Regions from separate parts of the Canis lupus genome. Here region 1 is linked to region 2. The links are chromatin contacts, called in public Hi-C maps. All regions are on one chromosome and are shown on one strand. The core of a region is the stretch at or near the end of the contact, and the rest is flanking DNA. Distances in the headings are between cores, read along the strand shown. Region 1 overlaps EGFLAM (pikachurin). Region 2 has its middle 20 kb from the start of LIFR.

What was found. Hi-C and Micro-C count contacts between places; a contact is called where the count stands out from the background.
Region 1: a Hi-C map of amygdala shows a contact between it and region 2, with 2.7 times the contacts expected there. The contact joins two enhancer-like sites. A contact is called at or near these places in 4 of 9 Hi-C or Micro-C datasets (amygdala, blood, liver and 1 more).

The regions. Positions count from the first base shown.
Region 1 is chr4:71,322,084-71,326,551 of UU_Cfam_GSD_1.0, forward strand. EGFLAM (pikachurin) reads right to left here. Exons shown (of 23, transcript XM_038535273.1): 19 at 2,075-2,153. Among named protein-coding and RNA genes, the nearest start is that of LIFR, 79 kb to the left of the region's middle. Within about 2 kb of position 1,653, at least 3 of the 20 cell types and tissues checked have an H3K27ac peak or open chromatin away from gene starts, as enhancers often do.
Region 2 is chr4:71,223,826-71,227,869 of UU_Cfam_GSD_1.0, forward strand. No RefSeq gene overlaps it. Among named protein-coding and RNA genes, the nearest start is that of LIFR, 20 kb to the right of the region's middle. Within about 2 kb of position 1,701, at least 5 of the 20 cell types and tissues checked have an H3K27ac peak or open chromatin away from gene starts, as enhancers often do.

The DNA of each region.
Region 1 (4,468 bases), core at 403-2,902, 98 kb after region 2:
CATGGTGAAATCGTTAAGTCGAACCATCATAGCTCGGGGATGATCTATAGCGAACAGTGGAGGGGACTTTTGTCTAGGCTCCCCAGGGCCTGACCTAGACAGGAAGAGATCACGTTGACCTTCCCCATGCAGGGCTTCAGAGTGAGGCAGGGAGGAGCAGCGTCCATAATGGTGACTTTGCCACCAGGCCAGGTGCAGAGAATCCAGCCCTGGCCTACTCCCTAGAGACCTGCTGTTTTCCATCTTTTACTCTGAGTTCCTTTTTTTCCTTCACTTGCTCTGGATGCATTGATTAGAATAAGCCAACCATCATGGTTCCATTCCTCTTGCAGTGATTGGTTTAGGGGTGGGCATGTGACCAATACTGTCCAATGAGATAGAGGGAATTTATCAGAAGGATTCTAGGAACGATTCTTTTCCTTTAAGAAAGAGTTGCATGAAAAAGAAATTCTTACTTCCCCTGGATATTGCCCTGATTTATAGCAATTTTATGAGCATCTTATAGACAACCACAAAAAGGAGTGCCCCCAGAGAATAACCTGGGGTTAACAAGGCAGAAAGATGCAAGAGACTTAGGTGTTTGAGGATACAGTTAAATCTCTGAATTAATCAACTCAGGAACCAGTCTACGTCTGGACTGCTTATTACATGATATAATAAATACCTTTCACGTTTAAGACATTTTGAGTTGAATTTTCTGTTACATGCAGCCAAAGGCATCCAATGGAAACAGATCCTGAGGTTGACTTACATGCATACACACACGTACATAATTGCTTTGGTTTGGGGCCCTGCACCCCCTATTCTCCCCAAACCCCTCTACTCCCCACAGCCACTTGATGCCTCTTACTAAGCCTCAGAGGGCTAAAGACTTGGGCCCCTTTCACAATGCCTTGTTTTCTGGGGATTGAATGCTCTTGCATCTTTTGGGAGAAAGGGCTTAAGAAGGGAGAAACTCTCTCTGGGCTGGGAATCTATTTTGCCTAAGGCCCCCTGTCACAACAACCTAGATAAATACAACATGAAATTAAACAAACAAACAAACAAACAAACAAAACCAAGCATGTCTATCTGGTGTGTGTTCAGAGTTACCAGCTACATCCAAGACCCCAGGAAAGTCTCTTGACTATTTTTGTCCCTTGAAAAGCTCCCAAACTCTACCCTAAGAACTGGGTGCCTTTAGCTTCAAGCTTTGCCTTATAGTCTGTTAAGATGCAGTCAGCTTGAAGAGGAAGGATAATTCTAGAATGATGGTGCTGGTGACAGGGTGGAGGACGGCACCCTATAAACTACAAAGAATTAGAGGAGGAAAAAGAAAGAGACAGGCAAACTGAAAGCACCACAGATGAGCTTCACTAGTGCGAGGACTTTGCCTAGGGCCAGCCTTTCCTCGTCAGGTAAACATGCTATTCCAAATCAGGAGCTTGGACTCCAGAGCTGGGCCGGAGCTGCTGCCACCAGGCGTGAAGAGCCAGGGCGGGGATGTGGGCATCTCCTTGTATCATGTTCATCCATATGAGGAGAGCTGAGAAGCCCTCACTGAACTGGCCAGAGCCTGAAGAGAAGAGCGGATCTTCGGCGAGGAAGACCGAAGGTAGCACAGGGACTTGAGGACCGAGTGCTTGCAGGGACACCGGGGCACTTCTGCTGCCAGCTCCAGGCAGAGCTGCACACTGTGGTCATGGAACAGCACGAAGCTAACTGCCCTGCCTGGGGAATCACACTCATAGCCCTGGCTCCGGGAGTGTCAGGTTCTCACTGCTTCTCAAAACCCCAATATTGGAAATCCTGGGGCTGAGCATGCTCCTCTCTCCAGGCCCTTTGACCAGAAAGGGTTTGGGTTGTTTGTAATGGGGCTGTTTGAAAGGCAGCATTTTTCAAGTTTAGTTTGTTTTTTGTTTGTTTTATTCTAGTTTCTATGTCTAGTTTGTGTTTCTTCTCTCCCTGAGGCCATGGCTAAAAGGCCTTCTTTGAGAACTATCTTCTGGCAAGTAAGATAAGGAAAAGTCCTGGCAAAGACTTTGAGAAACCTACCCCCGCAGAGATAAGGAAGGTACATGCTGTAACGTATTACCTCTTGAGGATATCTGGGTTGTCATATGTCAGGTAGCTGCGGCCGATAAACTGCGGGATCTCGATGGCTTCTGTGATGGCTGTGATAGAACAGACAATGGAGGTTACATGGTATATGGCTTTCTTGACCCAGCCCTCAACCACAGGGCAGGAAAATACAAAGGAAGCCAGCTCCTGGAAATGGGACATTTAACAACTTGTCAGCCTCTTCCTCTTGGCTACACATGCATTTGGCCAGGTTCGGAGCTGCCTGTCATGGCCTGGGGTTGGTGTCTCCCTGTGGTCGCCTCCCTGGGGCTGGCTGTCACTGTTATTGGCCTCGGCACTCCTGAGAAGTCCTTGCAGTATGTTGAAACTTGAACAGAGCCCAATTATTCTTGGAAGCCAAAGAGCAGGTCTTGAGCCATATGGGGAACAGCTGGGGATAGCCCTAGATGTTCTCCTAGGGAGGCAGGGAAAACAATCCCCAAACAAAGCCCACCAGGATTTCCTTAACTGAAGCCAATCTGCCCCAGGACTCCAACTGCTTCAGCCATGACCTCAACGGACTGGTGAAGTAGGCGGGATAAGGCTTTGACCCATTTTTTACAAATGGCCTTCCAATGTCCTGTTTTACAGGGTCTTCACCACCTTCTCGTGAAGCAGCAGGGAATATGGAAGAGGGTTGGTTATTCCCATTTCACATAAGAGGAAGACAATGCACAGGAATCATCAAGGATTTGACTAAGATCATACAGCTAAGAAGAGGGTAAAAGACCCTAAACCAGACAGGCTCTTAATTCTGGCCCTCAGCCCACCTTTTATTTTCCAATATCTTAGAACCATATTTCCTTCTTCCTAATTTCTCACCCCTCTGCCTTCCCAAGGAATCACCCTTTTCCCCAAAGCAATATCTTTCTCTTCTTTAAAAAGACACAGAAGTGACGGTTTAAGGAAATTAAGGTAAAAAGAATCCTTTTCAAAGAAATGTGCAAAACGAGAGAGAATAAGCCACCTTATAAAACCAGTTAGGAGTTTCACAAAAATATGTGGTTGATGCAAAGGAGACATGGAGCTGACTCTACACCCAAGACATAAAATGTATAACTACTTGATATATGAACAGTTGGAGAGTTTAAACTTAACTTCTAACATGAAAAGAGAAAGAGAGAGACAGAGAGGAAGGAGAGAGGCAACAGCAAACCCGAAACCCAGTGACCGCAAGTATAACTTCCTCTGTTAGCAGGTCACCCATGGCAGGTTCCCAAAATCTTTATGTAAAAAATAAAAATTTAAAAAAAAAAGGAAGGAAGGAAGGAAGGAAGGAAGGAAGGAAGGAAGGAAGGAAAATGAACCTTTATTAATTTCTGAGGTAACTCTGGAGACATTGTTTACGTGCTCTCTGACGTGGCACAGCTCTGGACAGGGCGCTGCCAGCCCAGACGGCCTACTGGAACCCAGAAGGGCTCTGGTACAGCAGCCCCCACTTATTCGCCAGTTTGCTTATCCACTCTTTGAGCGGCTGGGTGGTCCAGAGGCAGATGATCCTATCTTCAGAAAGTCAACAGGAGCCTAACGCTAGGTCACCGAGCCTGCACCTGCGTCATTCACCTCACTTCAGCGCATCGAATGGGCATTTATCTCACAGCATCACAAGAAGGGGGAGCACAGTCCAATAAGAGATTTTGAGAGCGAGAGACCATAGTCACATAGCTTTGATTCCATATGTTGTTCTAAGTGTTCTATTATCCGTTCTTGTTGTTCATCTCTTACTGGGCCTAACTTGGACACTAGGCTTTATTGTAGGTAAGTACGTACGGGGGGGACATAGAACATATGGGTCCCTGACTGGCTGTGGTTTCAGGCATCCACCGGGGGGCTGGGGGTGCTTACTCTGCAGATAAGGGGGGTAACCCTTCTGCTTAAAGTGGGTAAGAGGAAGAGGGATAGAAAAGGCAAGGAGGCAGAGGGAGGAAAAAGAAAGAGTGGGATATACAACAGCAGGAGCTGAGGAGAAAAACGAACAGGAAGGTGGGGGGGGTGGGGTGGGAAGAGAAGAGAAGCTGCCAAGGAAGGAAAGGAGGAGGCAAGAAAAAAAAAGGGAGAGCCAGGCTCAGGGCAGGGGAGCCTTCAGGTGGGGGAAGGAGAGGGGGTGGGGAAGAGAGGCAGGGAAGGGAAGACCCAGAGGACAGTGAGAGAGGAAGAGGTGAAAGGGGGCTTGGAGTTGGGGGGGATGCAGGCCCCTAATTCAGGACACGAGCACCCAGGAGGGAAAAGCAGAGGATATCCAAGCCGTCAGAGGAGACATTCCCAGAGCTAAACATAGCCAAGGCTCCCCCACCGGCTTTGGCTCACCCCCAGGCCGAGAGGCACAAGCAGGGCCTGTCCCCCTGCTGTTATTGGCCATGGCCGTGGG
Region 2 (4,044 bases), core at 451-2,950:
TCCTTGAACCATATGTTGGCAATGGTATAAATTATTCTGATATTAGAATGTATTGTAATAATTTGTGGGACAGGCGATCTGTGCACACTTGTAGGAGATTGAATAGATATAAAAAGCTCTGGAGTGGGAAGTGTATCTCTCTCCCCTCTCTGAAACACAGCACCTTGTTCTCCCCAGGAACCAGGGTTACTAGTTCCTTGTCTATATCTTTCCAGATATGGCTTATGCTAGTATAAACATTTCATATGTGTTCTTTTTATTTGTCTTTCCACAAACGAGGACACATTGTATATGCTGCTCTGCACCAGCTCCCCGCCCTTCCCTTAGAGTGCTGAATCTTGGCAGTCTCTCTATCAGTACTGAAGAGAGCTGCCTCATTCTGGGAGAGCTGCTGAGAGTACTCCAAGCAAGGGTGAACCATAATTTATTTAACCTTTTTTATTGAGATATATGTAGGTTGTTTCTAATATTTTGTTATAAAATTATCGTAAAACATTAGTTTTTAAGGTTTTTAAATGGATTTCAGTTATTCCCAGAGGCCCGAAGGCAGTAGTAACTTACTTCTTTGCCTCACATTCCAGGAAACAAATGCCCCTTCTCTCCAATATGTATCATCTGCCTTTGTATAATTTCATAGTGATCCATAAGGATCTTTGATGTCTCCGTGGTGAAGCCTGAGCTATGATGGCCAGTAAATAAAGTCATATATCTTGATTAACACCTTCCTTGTTTTGAGAAATTAAAGAGCAAATGGAAACTTCTTAGAATAATCTGTAAGAAAAATTCTTGAGAGTAAATATTTTTGAACATGGAGAAAAGGCTTGTACCTTTGATTAAATTGAAGATGAAGGCCGTTTTTGTTCACCATTAGGCACTAAAATGCCTGCCTTTCATTGATTATCTCCAATATCTTACATTGTAATGTTGTTATGTAATATGGTTGCAAATTGTACAGCTTAGGAGAAGGTTATGAGTAACTCCTAAAGGGGGATATGCTTTCAGAAAATATTTGACTCTTTTAAATTAAAAATCGACATCTCAGAGTGCTTTTAAAACACAGTTAGTTGTAGAAGTAATGCTAATCCTGGAAATTGAGCTTGATACATTATAAAAGTCGAATATTAGCCAGTGATGACCTTTATATGTTCATTACGTTTATCTTTTTAGAGTATTTCAAGAGTCCTTTAAGCATAATTTTAAGCTGATTAACTCTTTTAGCATTTAAGGTGTTTTCCCTTTATTATGTGTCACCTGCCATTGTAGTACAAAACTGCTAATACTGCCTATATTTGCTTTTCTGAAAAATGCATCTTGAGCATCTGTTACATTGCAGGGAACTCTATAGGGACTGCAAGTATAGCATTGCACAGAGTAGACGGACCCTGCTATAGTGGCTTCACCTCTCCCTGGGGGAGAGGAACAGAAAGCAGAGAAGCGATAAAGGTGGTAATACCAGGGAGTGATATGCACTGGGAAAGTAGTAAGACTTGCTGTAGTAAAGAGGGGCAGGATGGGGGCCATTGTTTTTGATTGAGTGGTCCTGGAACTCTCTCTCAGATGGAGAGGTTTGAGCAGAGAGTTGATGCAGGGAAGGCTGTGTTTAGATGTTTGGAGGAAGAGTGGCTCAGGCAGGGGGAACAGCAAGTGCAGAGGCCCTCCAGGGAGACTGAGCCTCTTGCCTGAGGAACAGAGGGCTGTCTCTGCAGCTGGGGTTTAAGATGGAGAGGAGATGGAGAAAGTGGCAGGCAGGAGAGAGCAGGCGCTGCACTGGGCGCCCTGTGTATCTGCACGTGCGAAGGAATGTTTGCAGACGGGGACTAGAGGCCTGGCTGGTGGCAGTCCTCCACCTGCTGGAAGCTCCAGAAGGGCGGGAGGATCTGATTGCTCCCCATCCTTTCTCACCACCAAGAGCAGCCTCAGTCAGGGTGGGCTGTGAATATTTGTTGAATTAATGAGTAATCTGAGAGTTAAAAAAATAATCCTGCTTGATTTTGGTCAAAATACTTAGATTCAGGAGTCTTACTGGACCTTTCCATCTTGGCTCTGGCCCTTCACGTTACCAAATCTGTTATGCACGTCCTCTCAAAGTATTGCTTTATGTTGGTTGTATTTGATTGCTTTTCCATGAAATTAAAGTATGAAGCCTTAAAAGCATACCTAATTTTCCAGGACATGATAGTGATCTCTGAGTAATTTAGTCAGAGGTTTCATCTTTGATTTCAGTAGGTTTGTTAGCGGCCGGTGTTAAATTTTCAGATACCTTTTTTTTTGGCGGGGGGGGGGGGGGGGTAGGGAGGGATACTACATACATTAATTCCTTGGGGCCAATGACAGACTAATGAGCAAATAAAATATACGTACTTTATGCAGGTACTTTTATTCTCACAGGAAGAATGTGTGCATGTTCTATTTTAGGGAGTATCAGGAACTGTGGTATTTCCTCTTCCCAACTTCTAATCTGTTTGTCATTCTAAATACATGTTCCTTTATATTAATTGAAAGCGTGGGAAATGAGGTTTTTGCCAAGTAATTGTTACAGATGTCTAATAAGAATCTTTGTTATCTTTCTCTTGACTGTGACTTTTTGACTTCTGTTTGATATTAGGAGTTTTGTCATCTTGCAGAATGAGGGTTTTAAATTTTTTAATTTGATATTCTAATTGGTTGATGCCAGAACCCAATAAGTTGTCTCTAGGTTTATCTTCCAACTTTTTCTCATGAGCTCTGCTCAAACACTGTGTAAAGGATGGATTCTGTGACTCCTCTAAGGCCTAGGTGAAGTCAGCTTTGTCCTTTGTCACTGTCCCTGCAGTAAAAGTTCTTCGTATAGCAGAAGCATGTAAGCATCTGTTTTTGTTTTGTTTTTTTAAAGATTTTATTTATTTATTCATGATAGTCACAGAGAGAGAGAGAGGCAGAGACACAGGCAGAGGGAGAAGCAGGCTCCATGCACTGGGAGCCCGACGTGGGATTCGATCCCGGGTCTCCAGGATCGCGCCCTGGGCCAAAGGCAGGCGCCAAACCGCTGCGCCACCCAGGGATCCCAGCATCTGTTTTATATGTAACTGGTTGTGGTGATTTAGCGGCTTCGATGTTTGAGTTAAAGTACTTTTACTACTTCCTTTATATTTCCTTTATGAACTATAGAGATGCAGGAATTCCAAATTTGTCTTAACATTGTCTAAAATTACAGCACATATTTTTTCACTAGTTGTTGCTGCTAATGTCACTCACGCGTGCAAAGGTGGTGGTTCTCAGATACCGTTTTATGGTTTTGTGTGGAAAGGTGAGGAAAAACTTCTGGTGGGTGAATTTTTCATGGAATTTTGCACAGAGGTGAGAAAAAAATCTTGGCTTTTGCCCATTCTTCTGGTTTGTAGGGCAAGGTACAGAAGACTTGGAATCATCCTAAGGGCCTGTAATTGAGAATCTAGCTTTATTACTAAGTGGCAGTATCCTGACGGACCACAAGGAGGCGATATCATTTCCTGAAAGCGTGTGTGTGTGTGTGTGTGTGTGTGTGTGTGTGTGTGTGTGTGTGTGTGTGGCTTCCCTAGAAGGGAGTGGCTTGGGATGCTGCATCCCTCGCCGGTGCCTTCCTGCGACGCCCTCAGAAGCAGCTTCAAGGAGACTCTGGATCTGCGGACAGTGGAGATGGTGGTAGCAGGAACATCTGGTGGAAAATAACAAGTGGTGGCAGAAGTAGTGCTTCCCGTTACTAATATTAGAAATGCTAATGGAGCAGTCAGTTGTAGACATGCTGTGGACAGAAATGTGTGTGCCTATGAGTTGTCAGTGGGTGTCAGCTGGAGAGAGGTGAGAATCCCCCAGGACTTCAGTGCCCCAGCCCCTGAAGGCACCATTGTGCCACCTTAAAGCCTGCCACTCCTGTCCACAAGCTTGGAGACCCCTCCTACCATACCGGTGAGGTCCTGTGTCACGTTTCATGACTCAGTATTTATAGTCAAGTGCAGAAGTGAAGGAGCCAGGGTGTTCTAGAAACCTCGTCAAAGAAACCATTTAAGTTGAAAGCATAAATCTTCG